Regions from separate parts of the Anas platyrhynchos genome. Here region 1 is linked to region 2. Evidence: chromatin contacts called from public Hi-C data. All regions are on one chromosome and are shown on one strand. The core of a region is the stretch at or near the end of the contact, and the rest is flanking DNA. Distances in the headings are between cores, read along the strand shown.

Region 1 (3,910 bases), core at 1,332-3,831, 85 kb before region 2:
TTTTCTCCTCATGGCACAACGCAGGGCTTACAGCGTGTTGGGAGCCTCACCGCAGCCTCCTGCCCCCGAGCAAATTTCACAGAGCGGTGATAAATCCAGCAATTTTCCACCCTGGGGACTTCAGTGCTGCTCTACTTGGTTGTGTTATTTTTATTTATTTATTTTTTTATGTAATTGCATAAAGCCCTTCATTACTGAGGCCCGCCGGCAGCGGTAAGTCAGCCTAGCAGCAGGAGGAGCGAGGTCAGCCCAGTCCCTCGCCAGCTCGCGGCACAGTGTGGCTGCTCTCTGCCTGGACGCGGGGGGCAGCTTGCCCCTCCGAGGCTCCTGGAACGGCCTTAACTCCGTGTTCTTGCTCCACGTGCCTGTCCTGCCACGGGAGATGAGAAGGGCTTGTTTGGTCTAGCCGGGAGAGTACGAAGACTGCTCAGGGATACGGCTGCTGCCTAGAAGTACACTGGGGGTAAACACTCAGGAGTGAAAAAATAAAACTAAAAAAAATGGATTGGAGTCAAAGGGCACTGCTGGCGTGTGAACACAGGGGTGTAAACCTCCCGGCTGTAAATGTAGACTGAAAACTGGGAGAAAGTTCCTGACCACAAGGGCAGTGCTGCTCCACCGAGAGCTGAGGACAAATCCACTCGTCTCACTCACTTCCAGTCGATGCTCAGCTGTTTCGGGAGCCCTCAGTAGCATGCAGCGCTATAGGATGTGGTATCTCCAGTCATAAGGGAGAAAATTTGCTGCCCCAGGGGACTTACCTTCCCACTTCACGTTCCTAAGAAATATCTGATCATCTCTGGTTCGGATTTTTCTGTGTGTGTGCAAGAACAGTCAGATGCCTGAACAATTGGAGCACAGCTCCTCTCTCCCTGCCTCCCTCCAAGGAAAGACTGCTTTCAAGGGTAGCAAGCTGTTTTCTAGAAACTGTATTTTATTTCAAGTATTACTGCTAACAATAATGCCTCTCGAGCTTACCGACTCCCTCGTCCGAGTGTGTCTGTGTGTGTTTGCACATAAAGTATTTCTCTCATGCATCTAAATCAGGAGACCTGGAGTAACCTTTGTGAAGTAGGTGGCATGAGGGTGGTGTGAATCAGTAGAAATAATTAAACGGGAATGCACAAAGTAGACAGAATCAGGCTGCAATACACTCAACGCTGCACTTTCACTGTGTGCTGCTACTGTTAGAGGAGGTTTTGGGCACCGGTTTAAGCCTTTAATGGCCAAGCGTTGCCGTCATCTTCTCTCAGTGCACGCTCTGGATCTGGTCCTGGGTCTCTCGCCCAGAAGGAATTCCAGCGATGTTCCTGCTGGTTACTGCAAATCCAGATACGGGCCAGCAAACCGCACAGTCAGAACGTAATTAATTTGCTGATTGTTCCGTTCCAAAAGGGGGTGGTTTCCGTACAAAGGTAAAACGACAGCTTCATTGTTATAAACCTTATACGAGGCAGACACACGTTTCCATCGCGAGTTCCCCGGGGAACTCCTCTGTTTTCTGCGGTGTGTTTCACCTGCGTGTATGAGGTATAAAGAAAATAATGTGCAAGTCTGGAGGAGCGTTTTATTGGGAGACATAAACATTTGTTTTATTACGGTTCTGGTTCATTTACGTATATACACTAAAAAAAAATAAATAAAATAAACAGAACTAAAAGTGCTGCTTCATTGACACTGAGAGTTTGTCTCGGGGTGCTCAGGGATGAAGATTTATCTCCCCTGGCATTGGTGTAACTGATTAATTGCCCACAACTTCCACCCTACCGCAGCCCAGAGCATTTTCGATGAGTATCTGGCACGACGTTTCGCTGCGATTTTACAAAATGTATTAAAAGGGAAGGATCTCAAGCAGTCACAGCCCTGTCCAGCCTACATTACTCAGCTAAAATGCCCTCAGGAGCACAAGAGAGTTCTCCGAATAGATAGCGTTATGTCCTTGTGGTATGAACACTCTCCTATCTGATTGTAATTTATCTTTTCAGTAAATAATTTAAAATCGGATGGGGGGAGGAGGGGAAGTGTTGGTATCTGGTCGCTGCTCCTACACAATCTTTAGGAAGTATTTTCAGTAGTTTTAGGGTCTGAAATGCGTATTTTCAGTAGTTTTAGCAATGAAACACAGTGACAGGCTAGCTGTGCTGGAACTTTTTCTCTGTGGACCTTCTCACAGAGCAGTTCCCTGTGTGTGTGTGTTTAATGCACAAACGCCCCCCGTGCATTTTTACACCCCCTCCCGTCCCCATCTGTGAGGGAAAATCGCCCCGGCTCGCTGCTCGCCTGACCGAGCCGAGGGGGCACGGCTGGTGACAGGCACAGCGCGCCATGTCGCGACAGGATCGCGACCGTTAGCCAACGGTTCCCTGGCGAAACCCGGCCTCAGAAACACGGCTGCTGAGGGCAGGACACCGCCACCATTAACGTTTAAACCCAGGGGCGGGCGGGCAGCACTCCCCCCTCACAGCTCGCCCCCTCACAGCAGGCGCTGCCGGGACTTGTAGTCTCCCCCCCCCCGTCCCGGCCTCCATTTCCCAGCCCCGCAGCGGGCCGGTTAATATTCATGAGGCGCCCTCCCCCTCCTTCTCCCTCCCTCCCTGTCTCCTCCTCCCCTCCCTAATGGCGGCGGCGCCGGGCGGGGAGCGGGGCTGGGGCTGAGGCGGGCGGCGCGGGGGCCCCTGCGCGGAGCTGCGCTGCCCGCCCTGAGCCCTGCGCCCCCTCCTGCCCTGCCCTGCCCTGCCCTGCTCTTCCCTTCCTTCCCCCCGCTCCCTTCCAGCAGCCGATGGAGCAGCCAGCCGCGGGCGCAGAGCCCGGCAGGAGCCCGCCGGGCAGCGGCAGCCGGGCGGAGAGCGGCGGCCCGAGGAGGAGGAGAGCGGCCGGCGGTGGAGGAGGAGGAGGAGGAGGAGGAGGGGGAGGAGGGGGAGGCAGCGGCTCGGCGCCCCCCGCCGCGCTGGCGACCCCCGGCGCCGCCAACTCGCTGCTGCTGCGGCGGGGGAGGCTGAAGAGGAACCTCTCCGCCTCCTCCTCCTCCTCGCCGTCCCCGGCGGGGACCCGCAGCCTGGAGAGGAAGGCGCTGCTGCTGCTGCCCAAGCCCCCCCGGCAGCTGCAGCCGCTGCAGCCCCCGGAGCGGGACTGGGTGCGGCGGGACGTGCGGCGGGGCTGCCTGCACGTCTACGAGCGCCACGCCGCCTGCTACCTGCGCCCCGTGCTCTGCACGCTGGACACCACGGCCGAGCAGGTGGCCGCCCGCCTGCAGCAGCTGGGGCACCGCGGCGGCGGCGTGCTGCGGGTGCTGGGCAAGCCGGGCGCTGCGACGCCTCCCCCCCCTCCTCCTCCTCCTCCTCCTGCTCCTGCTCCTGCTCCTCTTCCTCCTCCTGCCGCTCCCCCGCAGGGACCCCCGCCCGAAGCGGCCGACGAGAGCAGCGAGCCGCCCGCACAGCTCTACCTGGCGGGGCCGCCGCTGTCCTGCCCGGCGCTGCTGGGCGAGCTGGGGCCGGCCGGCTCCGACACGGAGAGCTTCAGCCCCAGCGCCGACAGCGTCTCCGACCGCCTGGACCCCTACAGCAGCGGCGGCGGAGGCGGCTCGTCCTCCTCGGAGGAGCTGGAAGCCGAGCCGGCGGCCCCCGACGGCCAGGGGGAGGCGGCGGGGCCGGCGCGGAGCCCCCCGGGGCCGGGGGAGCCGCCGGGGGCCGGGGGGGCTCCGGGGGGCGAAGCCGCCGCCGCCGCTGCCGGCCGGGAGCCGGGGCCGCCCGCCCTCTACGTGCAGCTGCACGGCGAGACCAGCCGGCGGCTGGAGGCCCACGAGAAGCCGCTGCAGCTCCAGAACGACTACCTCTGCCAGCTGGGCTACCGGGACCTGTGGCGGGTGCAGGAGGAGGGCATGGACGCGGAGACCGGCTGCCTCATCCGCTTC
Region 2 (3,642 bases), core at 89-2,588:
GTTAAACATTTTCGAGTGACAGGCCTTGCTGAGCACTCTGGGTTGCTTATTACTGTTCCTGCTGCATTCCAAACAAGCAGTTGAAGCAACAGGACGTGTAAACATTGCACCTGAAATTACACCTTCTCCTTTTTCATCTAATGGGTGTCAGTGCTTTTTCATCAGTTGTTTTCGGCGTGAGGAGAAGCGTGCCCTGCTGGGCAGGTTCTGGCGCCGTAAATAGACCGAACACCTAACTTTCCGAGATGACGGCTGAGAATAGCCCGTGAATATTTTCTGTCTGATACTATAGGAGGAAGAAAAATAGTAGCTAGGGTGACAAAAGGACTGAGCTAATTGAGTAAAAGAAATTGAAGCATTTTAATGGATGTGGGAGGGCTGGATTATTAGCGGTCACATCAGAGAAAAACACGGCACCGTCTGTTCCTCTTGAAGCTTATGGCCGCGTGTTTGTAATAGAGCCCACTTATCCTGAGGTCTGTGTAGCTTGTGTTAGAGAGGAAAAAAAAAAAAGGGAAGAAAAAAGTCCTTGGCCTTCCTTTCAGTGGCAAGCTACTTCACTTATGCCAGCAAAAAAAATGATCTGTTTCTGTGTTCAGGGTCCTTCATGGAAAAGGCTGTATCTCTGCCCAGAAGATTAGATGATATCTCCTTCACTGGAGTTCAGAGGCTCTTATAAACTGCCACTGGGCTTTGTTGGAGGATTTCTCGTTTGTTTTTCTTTCTTGTCCCTTAGATGTGGTGTTTGTACTTCCAGAATCATAGCATGCGAGGCCAATCAAAGTGCCAGTGGCAAAAATGATTGCTTCTCTTGCAGTGAGCAGCCGACAGAACACGTCACTGCGTGAGCACTGGTTGTGCAGCCCCACAAGTCTACGATGGCAGTGAACTTGTTTGCTTTCTCTCCTTTGATCTAAGCCAGGTCTGCTCCAAAAACGTCTCTTACTCTTCTAGCACTTGATCGCTCCTCCTTGCCCACCATCCTCGCTGTATTGCATTTCGTACTTCCTGATGGAGGTAACTCCATGACTCCCAAGACTTTGAAAGGGTTTGCTTAATAGTATTGGACAGAAAATACAAGTAACAATTCTCAATGGCAGTGTTGTTTTTGTTTTTTTAAGTAAATAAAGTGGCAGGTTGTAGTTCACTCAGTCGTATCTTAGAGATTTGGTAAGGTGCAGAGTTTCGGTTTGAATTTGCTGCCTGTAGGTCTCTGTGGAATGACGCTAGCCCTTTCATAGTGCTAGGTAGTATGATTTCTTTGGCATCTGCAGACTTCTGTCTCCTCCTTTCTGGAGGAGTGGCAAGCTCCCAAATCTCAGTTTTGTTATCACATTTTTATCAGTTACCCTTGGCCAGTTTTCTAATTCAGCGAGAAGAACAGAGCGCCCAGTGCTTTGCTGCTGGTCAGATACTGTTTTCCCAGTAAGATGTAAATGTGACGAATTATTTTTTTTCCTGACGTGTAATGCTGAGATAGGTGGATGACTGCTATCCCCTTACCTCTGCTCACCTTTTGCCTCGATATACTGACCAACCATACCACAATACAGAGGACTTGTGCACTTACATTTTTGCTGCTGTTACTTGCTAACCAAAGGACTAAACTGAAGTTTATGTCAAATCTCTTACCTGTTTTTCTGGTCACAGAGTGTCGCATAACTTTCATAGATGAAAATGAATTCATTTTGCATGTTAGTTTGACAAACCTTTGCGCTTTCCCCCTGCTGGCCATCTGTGCTCCTGGTTTTAGCACTGAGTTGGAACAAGATTGTGGGTTAACTTCTACAAGTGATGTAAACAGGGTTGAATTAGCTGCATATGCTGACACCGACTTGTGCTGTGGTTAAAAAACAGTTTATCTCATGCTAGTAGGGCTGAAGGAAATGCTCTTGATTTATTACATTATTAATGTATCGGTGTGCCTCTTGACTTCCAGGTTGCATCACAGCGTATAAGCTCAGTGGATCTTTCATGCTGCAGCCTGGAGCAACTGCCTGCCAACCTGTTTTATAGCCAAGACCTCACTCATCTCAATTTAAAGCAGAACTTCCTGAGGCTAAACCCTAGCCCATCTACAAGTAGAGCGCTTAATGAATTGCAAAGGTAAGGTCTGCTGGTTCTACTGGTCTTCCTCTGCCCTTGGAGCCAAGTAACCACTGGTCTGCAGGAACTTTCCTAAAGTGATGCTGGTTTAAAAAAAAAAAAGTAACTTTTCTTGGGGAAGAATGGACAGACTGACGCTTCAGAAATTGGTTAGCTGTGTGCTGGCTAGAAACAGACCAGCTTTCATAAGAAACTCCATGCTTTTCTATGAAAACTATTTTTGATCTAAAATGGAGTTTTCAGAGTGCGTTGCTTTACACCTACCTGCTGAGGCTAGGCTGTAATCCTTCAATCTGTTACGTGAGAGAATGAGTTACCGAGTTGCCCATCAGCAGCATTCTAGGTAGGGATAACGCTGTGTGCAAGTTCACTTTAGAGTTTTGTTTTCTCTCAAGCAAAGAAAACCCTGATTTAACAATTTAAGCCAGATTGCTGTCATCTCTCTTCTCTGTTCAAACCTCATCTTTTCCTAGTAACTGTGACCTTCCAGGTGTTCTGTCCATTGCAGCTCATCAAGAATGTAAGAAACGGATGGACAGCAGTACTACTAGTGGACTGAGTGATTTAATGTGCGTGTCCCAGAATTGTGAAATCAGCAGTCTTTCTGTATGCTGGAAGATTAATGTTTCCATAGTAAATATAAGCCTGTGATTTTAATTTCAGTAGTAACGGAATTGCAGAGTACCTCCGGATTGTATTTGTGCATAGTCCTGTTCAAATGAAATGTTTTCAACCACGTTTCTACATCCCTTCATCTTAAAAAAAGAACCAAAAAATGCAAGATGAATTATGTGGGCTGTTGTATTTTATATAATTCCAATTTTGTTCTAGAAAAACAAAAATCTGGCATAATGGAAGATGAATGAACCCAGCAGGTCTGCTTTACAAACAAAGCAGGCAGTGCTTCCAAGAGTTTATGAACAGTCTGGAGAGGAATACTGGATTAAATGTTCTGTGAATATTGGTGTAGATCTCCAAATATCAAGTAGAATTTTAGCAGAAGTCAGATGACGAGCACAAAAATTAAAGTAAAAATATTCATTAATTGTCTATCACTTTCCTTTTTTAAGTATTAGAAAGTGTACAGGAGATACTTAACTATTTTTGTCCATGTACATACAGCTAATTCTGTCTGGGATTCAAAAGCATTTATAAATAACATGGTGGGTGATGTTCTTTGTTTAATATTCTCTTGGTGCTGCAATTGTAGGAACAGCAGATAGGTCTTGCTGAAAGCATTAATAAATTATTAAAATTTTCATCACTAACATAGGCCTAAATGTGAAAGTGTGAAGGAGTTCAGTTTACCAAAAAAACCTCTCCTGTTTTCTGCGAATCTGCGTAAGGAAAATCTGGAGAAGTAGCAAAACAGGTAGCATGAAACAGATAAGCCTCATAATTTTTTTTATAACTGGTCCTATTCTGTCAGTGACTGATAGCGGAGTTAGAGCAAACTGCTTTGACCTTGCCAAGAAGGCACTGGAAGATCCATGAACTTCTGGAGCAAAGGTCTGAGTGATTAGGAAGGATAACTGG

The links. Hi-C and Micro-C count contacts between places; a contact is called where the count stands out from the background.
Region 1: a Hi-C map of F5 follicle shows a contact between it and region 2, with 2.2 times the contacts expected there. The contact joins the promoter of PHLPP1 here to the enhancer-like site in region 2. A contact is called at or near these places in 2 of 8 Hi-C or Micro-C datasets (F5 follicle and small yellow follicle).

What each region holds. Positions count from the first base shown.
Region 1 is chr2:79,908,860-79,912,769 of IASCAAS_PekinDuck_T2T, reverse strand. PHLPP1 (PH domain and leucine rich repeat protein phosphatase 1) reads left to right here and starts at 2,581. Exons shown (of 17, transcript XM_005021068.6): 1 at 2,581-3,910. The coding sequence starts at 2,780.
Region 2 is chr2:79,823,292-79,826,933 of IASCAAS_PekinDuck_T2T, reverse strand. It overlaps PHLPP1 (PH domain and leucine rich repeat protein phosphatase 1), which reads left to right. Exons shown (of 17, transcript XM_005021068.6): 4 at 1,940-2,106. Among named protein-coding and RNA genes, the nearest start is that of PHLPP1, 85 kb to the left of the region's middle. Within about 2 kb of position 1,338, at least 3 of the 8 cell types and tissues checked have an H3K27ac peak or open chromatin away from gene starts, as enhancers often do. A contact at or near this core is called in F5 follicle and small yellow follicle, where this site is marked.